4 separate regions of the Mus musculus genome follow, and all the other regions are linked to region 1. The links are chromatin contacts, called in public HiChIP or PLAC-seq maps. All regions are on one chromosome and are shown on one strand. The core of a region is the stretch at or near the end of the contact, and the rest is flanking DNA. Distances in the headings are between cores, read along the strand shown.

Region 1 (5,409 bases), core at 2,894-5,393:
AGTTAGGCATCTACTTCTTTAAAATATATAACTTCTACCCTAACCCTAAAACACTATATATATAATTATTATATATAATATAATAACACATAATATATAATACATGATATATAATATATGGTATACGGCATATGATGTAATAAAATATATACAATGTATAGATATACACATTTACCACTAGACCCTAAGGCATAATAGATTTTCAATAATCAATAATAACTTTTAAAGAGACTCCTGTGAGCTAGAAAACTACCAATGAAGAAGAGAGAAGAGAATGACTGACAAACCTCGAATCCAGGGCTTATTAGTAAGACTTAGAAATAATGTCGCCTTTTTGTTTTTCCTTATAAAGAATTAGTTTCTTGAGGGCTGGCTTACAGTTCTAGAAGGTTAGAATCCATCACCATCATGGCGAGGAACCTGGCAGCAGACAGGCAGGCATGGCACTGCCGCAGTAGCCGAGAACACGCATATCTCCAAACACCAGCCAAAGGGAGCACTAGCCCGAGAACACCCATATCTGTAAGCACCGGCCAAAGGGAGCACTAACCCAAAAACACCCATATCTGTAAGCACCAGCCAAAGGGAGCACTACCCCTGCGTGGAGCATTGCTCTTCTTAAAGTGAGCATGAGAAAGGTGTTGACTCTATCACTCATCTCTACCTTACTTGTATTTTCAGTATTAGTTTAAATAGTCAAGATTTAACTACAGTCATACTTGAAAATGGGTTGATGTCACCAAGAAATCAATAAATCTAAGCCCCAGGTCAGAATTTTTTCACTAGTAGAGTTAATTATAAAATAAACAAACAAACAATTCACAACACTCACTTGTGTTGTGAGGCAAGCCAGGTTTCCATTTAACCCTTCAACAGAGTTAACAAGTCTTGGGGAAAACCTGGTTTCCTAAGCATATATACAGATATGTTCAATCTTTTTTGGTTTTTGCTTCCATTATAAAGCTGCTCTTTGAGGCTGGGGAGTGGGCTCGGCATTAGGAGCACTGGCTGGGCTTGCAGAGTACTGGGTTTCTTTGCCTTTCACATGGCATCTCACGACCATCTACAGCTCTGCTGCCAAGGCTCCTGCCCTCTCTTCCCACCTCCATGTGCACCAGGCACACGCAGTGCCCATACTGACACACAGGATGCAGCACTCATACATAGAAGATAAACAGCTAGATATAAAAGCGCCTTTCCCCTCCGTTTCTCCTTAACTTTTTAATGTCTTCAGGATATCTTAGTTCTCTCTTGCTCTCTGAATAAACCTGAAGAAGTGAGAATGAGGGTCTCATGTCTATGACAATTCATGACAACGTTTATATAACCCAAAATAATCACCTGGTTAAACTCAACATTTTGGGAGTGAAAAGCATTCGGGTCTTTTGTCATTTCCAACTGCGTGCGGCCAGGAGAGCCTTCGATGTGAATACCAGAAAGGCACAACTCATTGATGTTCCCTCCGCAACTCCATGTTATATATTCTGCTTGTAATAATGTGGTAGAAATGTCAGGGATACTTGGTCCTGGTTTTGTTCAGACACATGGAATATGTAATTTTCTAAGGACAACCCAAGCTGAAAATTCTAGAGGTCCTCAAAGGCCGGCATTCTCATGGTTTCAAAAAGACATGTAATTTGGACAAGCTCCTAGGAATAAAGATATTTTTAGATTTTCCACTGAGTGTTCACCAGGTCTTTCTAAATTAACTGGCTATCCCATTCTGGTCAAATATTCAGATATATGTCATTAATTTTAAAAAAATAATTATCATATGTGCTCTCAGAACCATTCAAAATATAAGACCCATAGTTTTACATTTAAATTATAAAAGTAATTTACTGGTAGTATTTGATTTTTTTTGTTGTTGTTGTTGTTACCAATTACAGTTATTTGAAAATTGGGAGTGTAGAAAGGGATTCAATATGTAGCTCTGGCTATCCCAGAACTTGCTATGTAGACCAGGCTGGGCTCACAAAGAACCACCTGCCTCTGCCTCCATAAAGGCAGGACACCAATGTCGCTGCTGACACACACTCACACACACACACACACACACCAGCTCTGTTACAGTCATTTTTAAAAACCATTAACAATAAATTCTGGAGACCACTGACTTGGTCCATATCTATACTGAAAACCAGAAAACGTTGAATTCTTAACTCTGGAAATCTACTGATTTGGTTTGGCTTGGTTAACTTTCCATTTTATTATTTAAAAAAAAAAATTAATCTTTCTAGGTCAGTCCCTCATCTTTGTGAAAGAGCAGTATATCTGGGAGGAGTTGAAGAAAACAGTGATTTATACCGCAGCACCTTCCTCTCACAAGCACCAAGCTGTTTCTTTTCAGATCACTGCTTCCAGGGATTTTTTTTCCTGGAAAAAAATCAAAATAAGATCCGCCCCCCCCTCGCACCCCCAAATTACTGCCCTTGCAAAATAAAATTCCCCAGGTGTCTGCACAGAGCTGAATTTTAAAGGGCCACTTTACACCAACAGCCTTTAAAAACAAACTAAAGGCAGGCTTCAAAATAATCCCCTTGGCCTTGGAGGCTGGCTGTGGGGACAGGTGCAGGACATGCCTTCCTAGAGGCTGTCTCCCATGATCTGACCTCCTCCAGCTGGCAGCTTGGCACCCCACAAATCAGTTATCAGTAGGCCAAAGCCTGCATTCCCATCTGCGCTTTCCAAACGGTTCCTGTTGCCAAAGGGCTCAGATTGACCTGGCTCTCCGATGAGAACAAGCCTCCCATGTGACTTGCCAAGTTCCCCTGGAAGCATGTCTAAATTGTACTCTCAGTTCCCTCCTTAACCCCTCAGCCTCAGGGTTCATGTTCCCTTCCTTCCTCGAGTTTCCTAACACCGCCTCCTCGTCTTGACCCTCCGACGCCATGCCCTCTGCATCCAAACCGTTGCCCATGCTCGTGGCCCTGGTCCCTCCTAAAAGACCAAATTCCAATCCACTGGGCATGGTTGCAACACTTCCAGAGCTGTTTTGAGGGGATCTCTTTGGGGCCTACCTGTAGGCAGCTCGGCTGTGACTTCCTCTCTCGCCTTCTCCAGCTTCTCTCTTACCCAGGGAAATTCCTGGAGGGAATCGAGGAAGGTGTCAAAAGCTTTGGGGCCCCTGGAAGGCAGGATGTCCAGCAACAGCATTGTCTTCCGGAGGCCTGTGGTTTGAGCTTTGATTTCTTGAATGTGGTTTTCTGTCAAAATTCCTTCCTGGTAAAGGTACTGAAGAACCAGTCCTTCCACCAGTACCTCGGCACCCAGCTCCAGACGCAGGGAGCGGAGTACCTGCTTGTCTCTGGCTTCCATTTCTTCCTGGAAAGAGCCAAAATGAGCACCTAGGTTTCAGGAATGCTGATGGACACCCCCCCCCCCAAAGTCAGTGTATTGCTGCAAACTCATTAATGAGCACCTCAAAAATCAGTCAGGTCTTTATATCTTAAGAGGCTGCTGAGCCACGGTGTTTCCTAAGCGGCTGTTAAGCCAAACCACGGATATTTCAAACACTTCCCGGCATAATGAACGACACTCATTATGGATGTTTCTACCTCTGCTTCTCACGATAATGGGGCCCTATTTCAATTCCTTGTGCAGTAAGAGAGCCAACAGAAAACAGATCTGATCCCTTACTTAAAATGCAATCCCTAAGGATTACAGATTTATTAATCTATTTATATTATTATATAAAATTAAATGCTAGAAAATAGTGGATTTCAATATTGCTTTGCCAGAGTTAGTCCAGCACCCACGCTTTAGAAACTGCTAAAAAGCACCAGGGACATTTATTTATAGACCCTGACCAGCAATAGAAGACAGTCCGGAGGAAAGAAGTTTATAGAGCATTCAAAGAAAGGACAAGCACCCTCAAGAAAATGAGTGTTTGTGTGCCTTTACCGATAAGCCTCACAAGAATTCGGAATGTGGGTCGCAGTAGGGCCGTGAGCACGCATGCATGGGACACTGAATGAGCTCAGGTCGCTAGTGTGCTGCGGGGTGGCTTGCGGTGGCAATGAAGGCAAGGGGAGCAAGGGTGGCGGGCGGGGCTTCTGCCACCCTCAGCCCACACAAGCGGGACGTCGGATCCCAGCCTTGCTCGCGATCTTCCGCCAAATCGGGAGGTGGCAGGTGAGGAGGGCGTGGGTGACCGTTTTGTTTTGTTTTGTTTTGGCAGCGTGTTTCCATTTGGAACTTGTAAAAAGTTCCCTGTCTCGGCAGCTGAAAGCCGTGGTTGTGGCACAGTTAGAGCTACCGACGATTTTCACGGTAAATGAAGCCGCAGACTGTCCTCTCGGAGGAAACCGACCCCCGGCACCGCCACCCGAACCCCGGTCCAGCCCCCGGGAGAGCCGCGCAGGGGCGATGTCGCCACGGCGCGGGGACAGCGAGAGAAGATGGAGTCATCTTACTTACGTCTGCGACCACGTACCGTTTAAAAAAAAAAAAAAAAAGAATAACTAAAACTACAACCGGAATCCAGACTGCTAGGGAACCTGTACCATAAAGACCATCTTTGTTGAGGGCAAAAGTCCTAGACAGGAAGTATTGCGACCATCTTTGTTAAAGGCAAGAGCAGGAAGTGCTGTAGCCATCTTTGTTGAGGGCGCAAGACGTCAGGTTGAAGTTTGTTCCGCCATGTTTGCTGTGGGAAAAGAGGCACACTCTCCTACATTAAAAAAGAGAGAGAGTGGTTTAAAAACTCTAAGGCAGTAGTTCTCAATCTTCCTAATGCTTTGACCTTGTAATATGGTGTCCCCCAACCATAAAATTATTTTTGTTGCTACTTCATAACTAATTTTGCTATGTTATAAATCCTAGTGTAAACATCTGTGTTTTCTGATAAGTCTTACACTGCCACTGTGAAAGGGTTGTTACAGAGCCACAGGTTGAGAACAGGTGATCTACGTTATCTAAGTGAAAGAGTAAATGAATTGTTGAATCTTAACAGAAAAAACTCCATGAGAGCCTGACTATAATAAGCTAGTCAAAAGTTAATCTAGCAGTTAAGCCCTGAGTTCAACTCCCAGTAATATACACCTACATGCACAAATTACTTCATAAAATAAAACAATTAATAAACTCATTAATTAGTTGGGTGACATGTAACAAAAAGGATGTGTGTGCTAAAAAAATTTTTTGACAATAGAAAAAGAATATTTCTACCAGTACCTCCAGTTGAAAATAAAATATCTATAAACATATCAGTAGACACTTATAAATCTCCTTCCTCAACACCTTTCAACTGTATGTGCAAACTTACAATGCTAATATACTCCAGGGTTTCTATGCAGGCACTAGCTGTCTTACTGACAGTGTTTTTATGTAAGTGGTAGGAATTCTTTTTAGCATTTCAAATCATTGCAGTCTAGAGAAGCAGGAAAGTCAATTGTATCATCCAAAATC
Region 2 (5,309 bases), core at 2,502-5,001, 190 kb after region 1:
TGTTTTTTTTAGCTCTGTTTTGAATATAGTAAATAGGGTTCTAGACTAGCCTTTCTGTATTTGTATGTCTGTGCAGGTGCATGCGGAGGCCAGAGGCCAGCTCAGGACATAGTCCCCCAGGCACTATTAATCCTTTTTTCCCACTAGCCTGGAACCCTCTAAGTGCCCAGCACTGCTTTTACTCCCAGAGCCAGCCATTCCAGATTTCTGGCTACTTGAAATGCTCCTTTTCAAGTTCTCATGACTACTCCTTAGTCTTCATCTCTAATCTAAAAGGAGCTGGGTGGTGGTGGTGGTGGTGGTGGTGGTGGTGGTGATGGTGGTGGTGGTGGTGGTGATGGTGGTGGTGGTGGTGGTGGTGGTGGTGGTGGTGATGGTGGTGGTGGTGGTGGTGATGGTGGTGGTGGTGATGGTGGTGGTGGTGATGGTGGTGGTGGTGGTGATGGTGGTGGTGGTGGTGGTGGTGGTGGTGGTGATGGTGGTGGTGGTGGTGGTGGTGGTGGTGGTGGTGGCTGGAGCGGTGGCTCAGTAGTTAAGAGCTTTGGCTGCTCTTCCAGAGGACCTGAGTTTGGTTCTCATTACTCACAAGGTAGCTCACAAGTGTTTGTAACTCCAATCCCAGGGGATCTTATGTGATCTAACTTCTGTGAGCACTGGGCCTTCACTGTAATGCACATACATAAATAACACACACACACACACACACACACACACACACACACACACACACACAGAAAACTTGTTAAAGGAGCTGGAAACAGGACCTCCCTCATATGCATATCAGTTATCTCATGTGATCTTTTATTATCACAGCCAGCACAAAACCATTCCTGGTATCTTTATTAGGTTTTCTGCAATCACATTTTTCCTTAACGTATTTTCCCTCCCTTCTCATAGCACAGGGCTGGTTCGCAGGCTGTCTCATAGCCCATAGACTCTAACTCATCATGGAGAACATTGCTTTTTCAGCTTGTGGGTTGCGCTTGCAGTGCCTTTGGGGATGGTCAAACGATCCTTTCACAGGGGTTGCCTAAAGCCATTGGAAAACACAGGTATTTACAGTACAATCCATAGCAGTAGCAAAATTCCAGCTATGAGGTAACAACAAAAATCATTTTATGCTGGCAGTGCTGGGAGCCATTGTTAGGTAACGTTAGTTCAAACCTGGGACAAACGGCTGAGGTACCTATCTAATATATCAAAGCAGACCTAGCTGCCAGGTTCTCCCAGCATCCCAAAGCCCCTACCTGTTACAGGACTCTCCTGGCCAAGCTAGCATACCCAGCATCCTACCTTAAACTTCTCCATCCTGGCGGCTGGGCTGCCCTCCCCTGTATAATCCAACCGTTTTGGTTACATGGCCTTTTACGCTTCTCTGGGCTTCCGGGCTGCTGCACCTGGTTCTCCTGTCTCCTTTCCCCTCCCCCTCTCCTCACGTAGCCCAACTCAAGTCTGGTCATGTCCACTCTGGACTTTCCCAGACATCAGTCTGGCTATGCTCTCCCTTTTTTGTTTTTGTTTTTGTTTTTCGAGACAGGGTTTCTCTGTGTAGCCCTGGCTGTCCTGGAACTTACTCTGTAGACCAGGCTCGCCTCGAACTCAGAAATCCACCTGCCTCTGCCTCCCAAGTGCTGGGATTAAAGGTGTGCGCCACCACCACCCAGCTATGCTCTCTCCCTTTTATCTACAGTAACCTTTCTCACCCACTGTACCTAGGACCAGTGGTGTTCCTTTCCTTTTTCCTTTTGTTTCATTCAGGTGGGGCTTGTGGTTTGACAGACATGCCTGGGAAAGGAGCTGAACTATTTTGTTATAACCTTGGACAATGTTAAGTCTATCTAAACAGCAGTCTCGTGAACAGAGCTATGGAGATATGGCTTTGCAGTAATGGGTACTTGTTGCTCTGGCAGAGGACTCACAAGGTGGCTCACAACCTTCCTTAGCTCCAAGTCCAGTGGATCTGACTCCTGAAAGCACCGGCCATAAGTTAGTGTTATCAACTTGATAAGATCTAGAAACACCTCTGGGCCTGCCTGTGGGGACTGTCTTGATTTAATTGATGGATACCCATCTTAATTCTAAACAGGAAAAATGAAGAAAGCTGAACACTAACATGTAAGATTCATTGCTCTCTGTTTCTTTTTTTTTTTTTTTTCTGAGACAGGGTTTCTCTGTGTAGCCCTGGTTGTCCTGGAACTCACTCTGTAGACTAGGCGGGCTTCAAACTCAGAAATCTGCCTGCCTCTGCCTCCCAACTCTATTTCTGATTATGAATTTGATGTGACCAGCTGGGATTGTCTCCCTGTGATGCAACTTGGGGCTAAAATTAACCCTTTTCCTTTAAGTTGCTTTTGGAGGGTGTTTTACCACAGCAACATGAAAAGAAATGGAAACACCCAGCGATCCTTGTGAGACACCTCCACTTTTAGGGCCCTCATTCTATGAGTAATCCAACGCCTTTGGGGATTACAGGCTTTTCTATCCCCTTGAGAAGGCTAGGCTGACTTCAAATTGGCAATTCAGAAGACGAGGCCTAAATCCCTGTTTCTAAGAACTAGGCAAGTCCAGGCCTCAGAAGCTGCCCCACCACCTGGCCTGAAGCAAGGACAGTGGGTCAGCAGTAGTTTCCAGACTTCCTCAGCAACAGTTTTCAGCCACTCATGTCCCCACCACACCCCTAATGTGCTTTAAATCTGAACTGTGAGCTCACTTCCAGGTCTCCATCTTGGAATGAGAGACCCTAGCAAGCTGGACTTCTGCAGAATAAAGCCCTCTCTGCGTTTACATACCGTTTGGGTCTGGGGTATCATTCTTCAGCGAATCATGCATGGACCCTTACACTCTAATCAGATCCTTCTTCTAGTTAGCACGTAAATCTCGATTGCTAGGCTCAACCTTAAGTGGTGGCACAAGCCTAGCTCTACTCAGGGGGCAGAGGCAGGAGAATCACGAGTTCCAAGTCAGCTCGGTGCGTACAGAATAGAGAGCACCAGGCCAGACTTGGTTACATAGGGAGCCCTTTCTCAGGAAAACCAACAACCACAAAGATTAAATATCCTGCAGGATCCAGGCGTTTAGAGGCCGTGCCTTTTGCCTCCTCCCTTGTTCCGAACTCTCTTTTGGGGAGCGCCAGAGAGGCCCCCTTTTTTATGTGAAATTTAAACGTTTAGAAAAAATTTTTTTTGTCGCGGGTGTGTGTGTGGTCCTTGGCAAGCAGCGTTATTCCCAGTTAGAAGCTTTGGTATTGACTTCCGGCCTGTTCGCCACCGAGGAGGAGCGCGCGACCCGCCTGCCCTGTCCGCAGGGAACCGCTGCAGCGCCAGCCCGCCACGCGCACTGCGGACACGCTGAATGAACAAACGGAACGAATGAATGAATGGGCTGCGTCGGGGGCCGGGCCTTTGTTACGTCGCCCCCCGACGCAGGCGTGGTCGCACGTACAGCGCTCGCTCGTGGACGCCGGCCGCCCAGTGTTGCCGATTCTGCCACGGGCCAAGAAGCTCGGCGCCGCCTCGCGCCGCCTCCCCCCAAGTCCCTGCCCCGCCGCGGAGCGTCACTTCCGCCACCCCCGGCTGGGGTTGGGGCGGGGAGCGCGGGGGAGGGGGCCACCAGGTCGGAGGGAAGGCTGTCGGAAGCCCGCGTCCTAGCAGGGACTACATTTCCCGAGGGGCCTCGGCGGAGGTAGCGACAGGCGGGCGCGGCGACGTTCCCCGGAAGTGGAGCCCGGGACTTCCACTCGAGCGTGAGGAGAGCGGAGCCGGAGACAAGAGCAGAGGCCGAACTCGGGATCTGACAAGATGGCCGGGCTGCCCCGCAGGATCATCAAGGTAACCGCCCAGGCGGGCTTCGGGCCACTGGCTCTGCTCCGGCGCGCCGGGCCGCGCGGCCGTCCGCTTCCCTCCGCAGCCTCCGAGAGGCCTCTCTAAGGCATCGCGGAGAAGGGTCCGGCCTCGGCGGCGAGGAAGTCGGGCGCTGAGGAGGGGGCGCCGGGGAGACTTCCGGCCGCCTCTGAACGCCGGACAAGCGGGACGCCCGGGCGGTGCGGCCGCGGCCGGGGAGGCCCTGGCGGCTGCCCGGGAGAGGGCGGGGCTGCGGGCTTCGGGCTCTGGCGCGGGACCGGTGCGGGCCTCGGCGGCTTCTGTTCCTCCGCGGGGCGGGAATCGCGGCGTGGCCTGGACTCTGGGCGCGGGTGGTGGCCCGTGGCCGGCCGCTCTGCCCCGGAGCTCCCTTCTCTTCCTCCGCAGGGGCTCGGGGCTGCGGCAGTCCCGGGTGCGGAATGAATGGACCGACCCCGAGAGCCGGGCGGGGCCGCGGGCCGGGAGAGGCCGCTCCGGGAGGGCCACGGGGTTCTGCCGGCGACAGCACAGGTTGGTCCTGGCTGCCCCGCACCTCCTAGCGACGTCCGGGGCTGGCCGCCCGGTTGCCCTGGCTTCCGCGTTCGCTTCCCGGTGTTTCTGCTGGGTAGCGCTGTGATTGTACTTCGGCTGGCTAACTCTTTGGAGACTGTTCTCTTCTCCGAGGCAAGGGCCTCAAGGGCCTCGGTTATGGGGATGATCTGTGAAACAGTTTGCCTCTCAGCTTTTGTGCGCCTTATTTGAGCGGCCCTGGGGCTCTTTAGGGATACTGAATTTTGATAAATACATAAGGAACCACGGGGGTATAAACCTCGTATCTTGATTTCCTAAAATCTTTACATAACACCATTAAGTCTTCATAGTGTTATAACCCAAGAAAACTAAATTTTTAACATTTTTTGGCATCTGTTTTTTTTTTTAATGTAGGAAATTGGTTAAAAAAATCTTGCACTGCCCAGTTTGCCAGCTAAGTGCTCAAATTGAAGCTTCACTTTGCTTGCTGTAATCCACTGAACATATATTTATAGCATTGTTCCACTCTTCCAAAGTTTTAGGGGAGATTTGTACAAAGTAAGTGGAGGGCCTCTTTGAAGGGTGTGAGACACTGTAGTTCTTCAGGCAGTCACAAATGTCTGTGAGGCTGGGGTGTCATTGACAGAAAGGTGCTTGAATTAGAAAAACAAGCCCTTTCATAGGATAAAAACTCTTACAAAGGAAGAATACATTTTCCACGAGCACTGGAATCTCCTTTTTAAATTTGTTTTATTTATTTATTTATTTACTTATTTATTGGTTTTTCTCTGTGTAGCCCTGGCTGTCCTGGAACTCAGAAATCTGCCTGCCTCTGCCTCCCAAGTGCTTGGACTAAAAGCATGCGTGTGCCACCACTGCCCAGCGAGCACTGGAATCTTAAAACAAATGTTTATTGCTGTGTTATGAATCTTAGAACATTTC
Region 3 (5,190 bases), core at 753-3,252, 260 kb before region 1:
GAACAGCTCTTTTACAATTTAAAAAGATAAGAATAGTCAAAACTGATAGCAAAATGGGTTGGAGATAGGAAAAGGCAATTGCCAGAAAAGCAAGTAAGATAAAATGTTCAGGTTCCCCTAATGGGCAGAGAGATGGAAATTAAAATGACTATGACGATCCCCATCTCAGGGGCAAGCATAAAAATGTAATAGCACCTAATGCTATCAGGGATGGGATTCGGGGCAAGGGCGCTCTCATCTATCACCGGCAGACACATGTAAAAGGGATTTATGGCCTCTGTTAAAAATTTACACGCACATGCAATTCTATGCAGAGTTCCACTCCAGGGACCATAAACTATAGAAATTAACAACCCCTAGTGTGCAAGTATCTATGTACAAGGATGATCACTGCAACCTTAGTATTTCAGTATTAATAACTGAAAGTTGATGGGAAACCAAATCCATTAATAAAAGAATACCTGGATGAAGTATGACAATCCTTAGGATGGAACACCACATAGGAGTTAAAAATTAATAACCTATACTAGTTGACCTGGAGGGGTGTCTGCCATATATTGTGAAAACACCGAGAATTATATATCACCGGCATCTTTAAAAACATGTCCTTCGGGGATATTTTCCCTTCAGAAACCCTCCCATTCTCATGAGTTTCTTCTTTATTTTCCTTCATTAAGTTACATCTACTCTGCTTAAAACAAAATGAGTATGTCCTTGTACATCACATGTGTGCATGCACATATATAGAATACACATATGTTATCATGCTTATCTATATACAATCCATAGTTACATACATGAAAGGATGCTCACTTACTTTTTCACGGGACTAACTTCCCCTCCCCACTTAATATATCAGCTTTCTGCAATGAACACGCTCAGTTGGTATCAGGAGCATCTTAGATACCATAACAGAACAGCACACACTGACTAACTTATAAACAAAAGACGTTTATTTCTTACGATTCTGAAGACCAGGAAGTCCAAGGTTAAGGTTACATAGAGACTACTTAGATAAGGATCTATACACTTGTTTGTGGGCAGGCAACTATCTTTTCTGCCTCTCCTGTCTGCTTTTATCTGTGTTTTCTCAGGGTGTAGAGGGAGAGTAAAAGTTTTGAGATCTGTTTTATAAAGCTTCTAATCCCAATTAGGAAGCTCTACCTTCCTGACTAAAGGCTTCGCCTCTAGAAAAAATAAAGCTCAGATCACAGCAAGAAACAAGCAACAGAGCGCTCTTCACTGTCGGGAAGGAGACATTGGGAGAGAAGATTAAAACCTCAAGCCTAAGCAGGGATATCTCAGCTTTGCTCAAAAGATCACAAGAACCTGTTGAAATGTAAAGGTCTAAAATTAGACTTTGGCTAATATATTATAACCCACCACGAAAATACCAGCAAGTAGCTATTTACAATGATAGAGTACGCTTATGGATGTGTGACATTCATGCATTATTAAGAGGAAACAAAACTAAAGAATCTATAATATACTATTTGGAAGGAAAATATATTTTATGACTGCATGACTACTTATATGTGCATATGAAAATTATATTTATGCAATTAATTTATAAGCATTTTGAAAACGATATACCAGCATATATTAATATATTAGAGATGTTTCTTTTTCTATTCTTTTTTCTTTGAAACAGGGTCTCACTATGTAGTCTTGGCTGTCTTGGAACTACCTATGAAGACCAGGCCTGGCTTCTAACTCATCATGATCCACCTGCTTCCATGATGAGAGGATTAAAGAGATATACCACTACACTGGCTGGGATAGGTTTTGGTAGCAAATTTACAGGTGGTTTTATTTTCTTGTCTCTATTTCTGCCCCCCCCCCCGTCTTGTACCTGTGACTTATGTGAATAAAGGAAGGTCTGGGCTTTTCTTTTCTTTCCCATGACCCTTCCCTACTGTTAGCTGGCCATTCTTCAATCCTGAGGGTGGAGAGGAATCAGTCACAAAAGAGAACAACTATTGGGAGACCCTTCAAACTCCTGATTCTTCTCCCCAGAAATCCTGGACTGCCCCAGAATTGAGCTCCATTAGAGGACACCGAGTTGATCCCCTCGTCTCCTTTTTATCGTGCTCAACGTAAAAGCCAAACTTGGAAAAGGCAGCGTCATCTTTATTAGCTCCAACCATAGCTGCACGCCATTAAGATTCCATGCTTGTTCCCCATCACCGTTTCCTCTGAGCCTTAATGAACTGATAGAATCACTCCTGTAGGGACTTGCTTACGCACGAGAGGAGAAAGACCAGCTGCTGCCTTCAAACCCTCAAGTGTGCTTTCCAAAAGTCTCATCTGACCACAGCGGCCTCTTCATAAAGCAGGGAAGCTGCCCACCCTCCACACAGGCTCCCCCCAGTGTTATAAGCCCTGAAGGGGCTCACAAAGGAGGATTTCTAGATGCTTTTGAGAAATGGCTGCATAGGAACCAAGCCTCCTCCCGGCTCCTCTCTAGGGGACAGAGCCTTAGGCTGAGGCTGGCTAGACCCCAGGCTGATTTTTCTTTCTACCTCCTGCTGAGCTCTTCCTGGTTTCCTAGTAATATTTAAGAAGTACAACTTTTATGTCTAAATTCACTTGGTAGTTAGGTTCATATAAGTGCAGAAAAAATTTAATGTTCATGTCAAAACCCATTTTCCTTAAAGAACAAGGTTATGTTCTTAACAGCGTTTTATTAGCTGGAGTCTCATGTAGCTTAGACTGGCTTCATACTTACTAGAGAGCTGAGGGTAACCTGGAACTTTTGATTTTCCTGCCTCGACCTCTCTATTGCTAGGCATGAACCCCCATGCCAGGCCTGCTTAACTTTATTTTATTTTATTTTTCAAGGACATGGTTTGGTTGCATATGCAGCCCAGGGTAACTTCAAATCTGATAACCTCTTTTTCTTTTTTAAAAATGTATTTATTTTATGTATGAGTACACTGTCGCTGTCTTCAGACACACCAGAAGAGGGCATCGGACCCCATTACAGATGGTTGTGAGCCACCATGTGGTTGCTGGGAATTGAACTCAGGACCTCTGGAAGAGCAGTCAGTGTCCATAACCAATGAGCCATCTCTCCAGCCCCTAATATCCTCTTTTCTTAGCCTCTTAGACCCATACCCCATGCTCATGTTTTCTTCCTTTCTTTTCTCCCCCTTCCCTTTGGTATGTGTGCACTTCTTTTACAGGGCTTCGGATTGAACCCATCAAGTCACAACCTCACACTGGCCAAATACTTAATCATAGAGTTAAAATCCCAGACTCTAGAGAATTCTGTGGGTGAAGTCTTCGTCACAATCGGCAGTGCCCAGTTTTAGCACTTTCTTTAATCTTGAGAGAATTTTAATGAATTATTTCAAATCTGCTGATGGCTTGGTTTGGTGTTTTTGACTTTTGGAGACAAGTCTCACAGTGCAGCTCAGGCTAGCATCAAACTCTTTATCCCGTTTGAGCCTCAAGGTTGGGGCTTATAGACTTGCCTTATCACATCCAGTCTTGATCCCAGCCCATCATTCGACATTTGTAAAGCAAGCTGACTTCCACTTTACCATGGTGGTGAGCTTTGATTTCTCTTTCTTCTGGGAGCATCCACATACTATTTATCAGTGAGTTCCAGGTGCTTTTTGGTTTGTTTGCATGTTTGGTTGGTTGGTTGGTTTTTTGCTTTTTACATCGACACTGAAAGTGATTTAGAACACACATAGGCTCATGTATCTTGACAAGTGCAGCCAACAGCTGATGGCTGGTACCATGCCGAGTATCTTTCTCAGAGTCACTTGGTCCAAATAGTCTTGGCCCTATTTGATGTTTCCAGAGAAGAGGCATCTCAGATTAATGCAGGTACTTGATCCCATGTCCTGCTGTAAACCGCGTGCATGTAAACTTGTCGAAACAGTGCTAATTTGATCCAGACGTAACACTTCTCACTGGTCACTTCAAATAGAAAGGGGGTCAGATCTCCCCTTCTTGGCTCCTTTACCCCCTCTCAATCTGAAAGCTAGATCTTCATTTGGAATCCACGCTAGCCAGACTCTTTTATTGAAGCATATTTAGGTGGATGCATGCTATTTTATAATACATATTTGTAGAGTGTAAAATGTGTTGCATTGTGCAGTTTATAATAACCAAATCAGGATATTTATCATATTTACCTCTTCAAACACTTCTAGTTACTTTGAAACATACTGTCTAGGTTATCATTATCCTGCTGTGCGTCAGATTGGACACTTCCCCTCTAGCTCTGTGCTGGTACATCCAACCTAACTCCTCCCATCTCCCCTCTGTCTTCTTTGTCTCTAATAGCAAGTATTTCCCTCTCATTTTACATGTAGCCATTTTTTTCTCAACTACTGCCAGTGATGTAGAACACTCAGTGTTGTCGTCTTACACCTACCATGATGTCCTCTGATTTTATCCACATTACCGCAAGCAGAAATATTCAGTTTTAATAGTGCATGAACATATAGTGTATACTTGCTGTGGTGGTTTGAATATGCTTGGCTCAGGAGTGGCAGTATTTGGAGGTGTGGCCCTGTGGGAGGAAGTGTGCCACTGTGGGGGTAGGCTTTAAGACCATTGTCCTAGCTGCCTGAAAGCCAGTCTTCTAGAGGCCTTCATATAAAGATGTACAACTCTCGGCTCCCATACCGTATACCTGCCTAGATTCTGCTATGCCCCTGCCTTGATAATGGACTGAACCTCTGAACCTGTAAGCCAGCCCCAATTAAATGCTGTCCTTAAGAGAGTTGCCTTGGTCATGGTATCTGTACACAGCAGTAAAACCCTAACTAAAACATTTAGCACATTTTCCCTATTTTCTCATATGCGGATAGATATGCCTTGGAAACTTCCATGTCTTGGCTGGTATGGATAGTGTTACAGTTGACTTGGGAGCCCCAGGATTTCTTAGATATACTTACTTCATTTCCTTTGGATACATGACAAATAATGGGACTGCTGGGTCACACAGTAGGCTCTTTTTAGTTTTAGGGAGACCCTCCACACGGTTTGCCATAGTGAGTGTACTAATTGATGTTCCCACAAACAGCACATACCACCTGCCCATTCTCGATACCTCTACCAGTATTTGTTATTTTCTGTTCTTGACTTTTCGAGAATAGAAGTTCTAATTAGGGTGAAATTAGTACATCACAGTGGCCTTGATTTGCAATTCCCTGTTGTCTAGTGATGAGT
Region 4 (5,015 bases), core at 830-3,329, 200 kb before region 1:
GACACACAAACACACACTCACACACATACACACAAACATACATACTCACATATGCACACTCACACACATATACATACACACACATGCACACACTCTCACACATATACACAACACTTACACACACACACACACACACACACACACACACACACACGAGCCTCTTAGCACAGCTGCTCCTCTCCGTGGGGCTGCAAGCAGAGCAAGCCTGATGAAGGGCCTTGGAGTTTCCTTTGCTTCTCCCTCCTCTCCCGCTCTCATCTCCCTGTTTCTTCACATCCCCTTTCTTTTTCCAGAGCATTCTAAGTTCTGAGAAAAAGTTCCATGAAGATGAATAAGATGTTAACAGTTAAGTTTTTCTTCAGATTCATAGAAACATATTGTTTGGGTCTATGTCTTAAGTAACACAAAGCACAACAATTCAAAAGGAGAATTGCAAGAGCTGCCCCCTGGGGTTACACACTCAGTGCAGTGTTTCAGAGAAGAGGACTTAGATCCTAGCCCACACCTTCTTCTCTCCTTACATAACCCTTCAGGCTCCTGCGCCCCCATGTTGGAGTGTTAAGGCAGTAGCCCCTTTATATTCCCAAGTTCATGGGTCGTGAGTAAACACTAACCCTTTATGTCTAATTCTCATCTCCCTTAAGATGCAGCCCACCTTCAGAGCAGGAGGAGCCCAGACCTTTAACTCCGGAAAAGCTACGCTCTGCCTTTTGAACCCCCCTCCCCCCCACACACACACATCTGTAGATTTCACCACATTCACAAGGCGCTAGCGAGATCTCTAGGAGCAGAGCCAGGAGGGGCTACAGTTTTAAAAGCACAGATGCTCTGAACCCATAGCTGGAATCCTTTCCCTTCATCTCGTGGCCCTTCCACTGTTCACATGAGGTCATTGTAATGTTGTCTGGGCAGCAGGGTTGAACAGCTGAAAAGAGAAAGTAGCAGTGTAGCAGTGTCTACTGACTGCTTTCAAAGGTACCTTGAGACACACTAGTGACAGCATACGTTCACAGCTTGAACGATAGATTTGGAAAGCACCACCAGGAAGAAGAAAGCTCCTTCAATTTGTTTTTTGTTCTTTCTTTTTTTTTTCTGTGATGGGGGTATTATCCATCAGCTGAGGATATGGTGGGAGATTCATCCACCCCTGGGGGTCCTAATGATCTGCTAGACAAAAAAATGTGTGGCAGTCAAGTCAAGGGACTTCTTCCATGCTGGTAAGTGTGACCCCTGGGTACTGAGATACTCTGTGGTCAGCGTTCTAGCTTTGAGCTGTAAGTGCAGGTGGCTCTGACACCCAGCAGCCTGTACCAAGGCAAGAGAATGGGGTGGTGAGTAAGACTTCATACAAACAGTTGGCAGAGAAGAACTCAGATATGTATCATCATGTTTATATACTGTTGTGTATCAAACCCAGGGGTTTGTGCATGCCAGGCAAGCACTTTATCAACTGAGCCACATCCTCAGCATTCAAGGAAAATATCTGAACCGTACTTAAGCCTTAGCTGAATATCCTGGGGCATTCTGTACCATGTGATCTATGTAAAGTTGAGGGGTAAAATAAGGAAGGATATCGTGAGGAGCTGTGCGTTTGTAGGACTCAAGAAAGGGGAGACTACATTTCTCCTCCAGGATCTAGGGAGGCAGTAAGACTATTAATAATGTCTCAGAGAGGAGATATGTGTACAGGAAGGGCCTCGGGAAGTAGAGGGGTTAGTTTCTTTCCTATTCTTGTAATAAGGCATGATGAGTGCGCAACTTATGGAAGAAAAGATTTATTTAGCTCATGTTCCAGAGGGGAAAGAGTCTGTCATGGTGTGAGCCTTATGTGGCTGTAAGCTGCAAATACGGCATCCAGAACTGAAGCTAAGGGCTCACATCTTGAACCACAGGCACGAGGCAGAAATAAGGCTGGCTGGTGCCTTATTCTGTTTTAATAATTACAAGTTAATCTGTAATTATTAACCTGTGAATGTAATTATTGACCTGTGTAATTATTGACCTGTGAATGACACATGGCTTTTGAAACCTCAACCCCTACCCCAAGCCCTCCTCTCTCGTGACACACTTCCTCCAGCAAAGCCAAACACCCTAAACTTATCCAAATAGCTCCACCAACTGGGAATCAGATATTCAAACACCTGGACCTGTGGGGAACAGTTTCATTGAAGATACCCCAAGGAGCGTGTCCACCTGCCAGGCAGAGGCAGAGCGGTAGCAGTCAGCAGGGCGGTGGCTAAGCTCTCTGAGATTCTCGCAACTGAGTGGCAAAGATGGCTCATGAACGTGGCTGAAAAGTATCCTTGGGAAAATGTGTGCTTTTGGAAACTTAAATATCTTTCACATGATCATTCCCAAAGTATACTGTACATAATACATACATTTACATTTGACATTTTATTACACACATTATATACACACATATGTATATAATAACAACAATAATAGGAAATCTATAAACTTCATAATATAATGGTAACTTAGTATAAGTTCATAATATTTGATCACTAATTACTCTTGGACTGGTGAGATGGCTTAGTGGATAAAGACACTTGGCATGCAATCCAAATGACCTGAGTTTAATCTCCAGGACCCACAGGGTCAAAGGAGAGAACCAATTCTTATAAGCTGTCCTTTGACCTTGGAGTGTGCACCTTGGCATGCCCCCACCAATAAATAAATACAATAAAAAATTTTAAGGAGTAAATTAATCATTTTTTCTTTCATATTCAGCTATAATGCAAAATATTTCAGAGACTACAGAATCGCTATTTGCATGCCTGTCAGACCAATCAGAGAAAGTTCAAAACTTCCTTTAGTGGATGCCTACACATGAAGATAATTTTGTTACAGGACATTTGCTCGCTCATACTGTGACCCCTGAGATTGTATTATTACTGGAAAAAAAACCACAAAAAACCAAAAATCTCTTTCTAGCCATTTCATTGTGACCTTCATATCTAAATTACAGGTTACAACTTGGTGTGTGTGTGTTGTTTGTTTGTTTGTTTGTTTGTTTTTCTTCTTTGTGTGTATATTTTGTTTGACTTGTTTTTTGAGAGAGTCTCACTCTGTAACCGAGGCCACCCTGGAACGTGTTATGTAACCTAGTATGGCTTCTAGCCCTCATTCTGCAGCCTCGGCCTCACGAGCCATGGGATTATAGGTTTGTGGCAGCACATGCATCTCACCCTGCTCTCCCAACTCAATATTGAATTTTCATTGATAAGTTATCAAAATCTTGTTTCAGAAGATATTACATAGGAAGATTAATAGAAACGCCATGGTAGGTTTTAAATTATAAAAGCCCCCCATTGAAGCTAATGATAGATCCTGGGAAGTAGGGGGCCTCAGAGGAAAGAGTGAGTGAGAGTCACTTTAATAGTAGGCCAGTGTGTAGAGAATAAATATAGTAAACTACAAAAGTTTGTACAGCATTTTTTAAATCAATGAGAAGGTAACCATTATGGAATTTAAAACTTTATAATTTACAGAAATGGTTTCTAGAAAAAGGGAACCAGCTCAGACAGAAATAAGGCTGGCTGGTGCCTTATTCTGTTTTAATAATTACAAGTTAATCTTGATTTCTTATTTTTCCATGTATATGTATTAAGTTATAATTTTTTAATTGTGGGAAAATGATTTTGATTGGAAAGTTTTACTAGCAGGGAGAAAAGACAGTTGTGGGGCAGGGATCTGAGGGTGTGCTGCATCGAGAGATTATTTGTCTAGCTTGTACAGGGTTCTTAGTTTGGTCCCCCGTACTGAAAAGAAGATAGCTTGTCTGTTTCTGATGGAGATGATTCAAAATTTCCAGGCTTTGCTGATTACCAGAAATCACCCAGACAGAGGTAGATGTTCTATGGAGTTCTAGAAACCAGCAGGCTTCCACACGGCATGACTTCTCTGGCTGTGAATCCAGGAAGAAGTTGGAGCTGGAGGTTCACTATACAAAGGCCACTGCTCCTTCCGAGAGCCGTTCTGGAAACTCCCCACCTCTGGCTTCCTCCAGTCCGCCTGCTTCTATGACTTTTCCCTGCCGTATGTATAGAAGTTTGACTGCTCGTCTTCCTCACTCCTTGACCAAGCATCACCCGCTGCTGCCCTGGAAAATTAATAATTCATTTTATCTTTATTCTCAAAGCATGAAGAAAGCTACACCTCCAGGTTATGAGGACAGGGAGCCGAAGTTCCCGTAGCAGTTTTAGGGGATTTTTACTGATAAGATAAGGAGCGACCTTGACACCAAAGGTGTGCTGGCGGCAGTTTTCCCAGGACTGAATCAAACTTCGAGGTGAGTTTATTTTTCTCTGCCATGTGAAGCTTATGGTGACTAAACCAGGCCTGAACCAGGGTGGGCAGACCCTGTGAAATCCCACAGCTCCTTGGCTAATGGTCCAATCAATGCTCTCAGCTGGAGGTTAAAAAAAAAAATGGCCATGAGTGTGGTGCCCGCCCCCTCATCTACAACTGCATCCTTGGATGGAGACCCTCTCTTCTTTTCTGTGTTGTTCTGCCATGCTCAACCATAGGTCTGAAAAATGAACAGAAGGGGTTCAGAGCAGAGAAATACAAAGAACCACGATGTGAGAGAAGAGTGAGATCAGTTGGAATTTCATAATGGGGTCTACTGGGACCAGGGGAATAATTATCCTTATTCTGAAGGAGGGCTGCCCACACCCTCACTCAGCTTGCCTTGAGTCATACTGTGAGATTCCCAGCAAGTGTGTGTCATAGGCGCCTGTGGTGGATAGTTTCTTGTCAACTTGACACAAGCTGAAGTCATTTGAGAGGGAGGAATCTCAATGAAGAAAATGCTGCTACAACATTAGGCTGTCAACAAGCCTGTAGGGCATTTTCTTAATAAGTGATTAATGGGGGAGGGCCCAGTCTGTTGTGTCTGGGGCCATCCCTTGGTTGGTGGTCCTAGGTTTTATAAGATAGCAGGCTGAGCAAACCAGTAAGCAGCACTCCTCTATGGCTTCTATATGCTAGGTGGCTGCCCTGTTTGAGTT

What was found. HiChIP or PLAC-seq counts read pairs in DNA pulled down with a chosen protein or histone mark.
Region 2: an H3K27ac HiChIP or PLAC-seq map of embryonic stem cells shows a contact between it and region 1, with 22 read pairs. The contact joins the promoter of Ube2n here to the promoter of Cradd in region 1. A contact is called at or near these places in 7 of 39 promoter capture datasets (the C10 cell line, the HPC-7 cell line, cranial neural crest and 3 more), 15 of 484 Hi-C or Micro-C datasets (CD4 T cells, CD8 T cells, the G1E-ER4 cell line and 9 more), 8 of 115 datasets of contacts at active chromatin or transcription factors (the 230-238 cell line, effector CD8 T cells, embryonic stem cells and 3 more) and 3 of 9 other capture datasets (adipose tissue, liver and pancreatic islet).
Region 3: a contact with region 1 is called in an H3K4me3 HiChIP or PLAC-seq map of the SCID.adh cell line, with 9 read pairs. The contact joins the enhancer-like site here to the promoter of Cradd in region 1. A contact is called at or near these places in 6 of 39 promoter capture datasets (the C10 cell line, the HPC-7 cell line, HPC-7-derived erythroid cells and 3 more), 1 of 484 Hi-C or Micro-C datasets (bone marrow-derived macrophages), 5 of 115 datasets of contacts at active chromatin or transcription factors (the SCID.adh cell line, bone marrow-derived macrophages, embryonic basal ganglia and 2 more) and 2 of 9 other capture datasets (liver and macrophages).
Region 4: a contact with region 1 is called in an H3K4me3 HiChIP or PLAC-seq map of the SCID.adh cell line, with 16 read pairs. The contact joins the enhancer-like site here to the promoter of Cradd in region 1. A contact is called at or near these places in 11 of 39 promoter capture datasets (the 3T3-L1 cell line, the C10 cell line, HPC-7-derived erythroid cells and 7 more), 1 of 15 datasets of contacts at CTCF or cohesin (the NIH/3T3 cell line), 10 of 484 Hi-C or Micro-C datasets (the AML12 cell line, bone marrow-derived macrophages, brown adipocytes and 5 more), 14 of 115 datasets of contacts at active chromatin or transcription factors (the 230-238 cell line, DN3 thymocytes, the SCID.adh cell line and 10 more) and 4 of 9 other capture datasets (adipose tissue, liver, macrophages and 1 more).

Annotation. Positions count from the first base shown.
Region 1 is chr10:95,319,566-95,324,974 of GRCm38.p6, forward strand. It overlaps Cradd (CASP2 and RIPK1 domain containing adaptor with death domain), which reads right to left and starts at 4,144. Exons shown (of 3, transcript NM_001330138.1): 1 at 3,904-4,144; 2 at 3,021-3,324. The coding sequence starts at 3,318.
Region 2 is chr10:95,511,411-95,516,719 of GRCm38.p6, forward strand. It overlaps Ube2n (ubiquitin-conjugating enzyme E2N), which reads left to right and starts at 3,752. Exons shown (of 4, transcript NM_080560.3): 1 at 3,752-3,827. The coding sequence starts at 3,798. It overlaps Gm46239 (a long non-coding RNA gene), which reads right to left and starts at 2,846. Exons shown (of 2, transcript XR_001779843.2): 1 at 2,790-2,846; 2 at 817-1,030.
Region 3 is chr10:95,065,924-95,071,113 of GRCm38.p6, forward strand. No RefSeq gene overlaps it. Among named protein-coding and RNA genes, the nearest start is that of Gm29684, 77 kb to the right of the region's middle. Within about 2 kb of position 2,003, at least 7 of the 459 cell types and tissues checked have an H3K27ac peak or open chromatin away from gene starts, as enhancers often do. A contact at or near this core is called in the SCID.adh cell line, where this site is marked.
Region 4 is chr10:95,118,197-95,123,211 of GRCm38.p6, forward strand. It overlaps Gm29684 (predicted gene, 29684), which reads right to left. Exons shown (of 4, transcript NR_131146.1): 4 at 2,386-4,105. Among named protein-coding and RNA genes, the nearest start is that of Gm29684, 25 kb to the right of the region's middle. Within about 2 kb of position 2,080, at least 25 of the 459 cell types and tissues checked have an H3K27ac peak or open chromatin away from gene starts, as enhancers often do. A contact at or near this core is called in the AML12 cell line, the SCID.adh cell line, liver and 3 more, where this site is marked.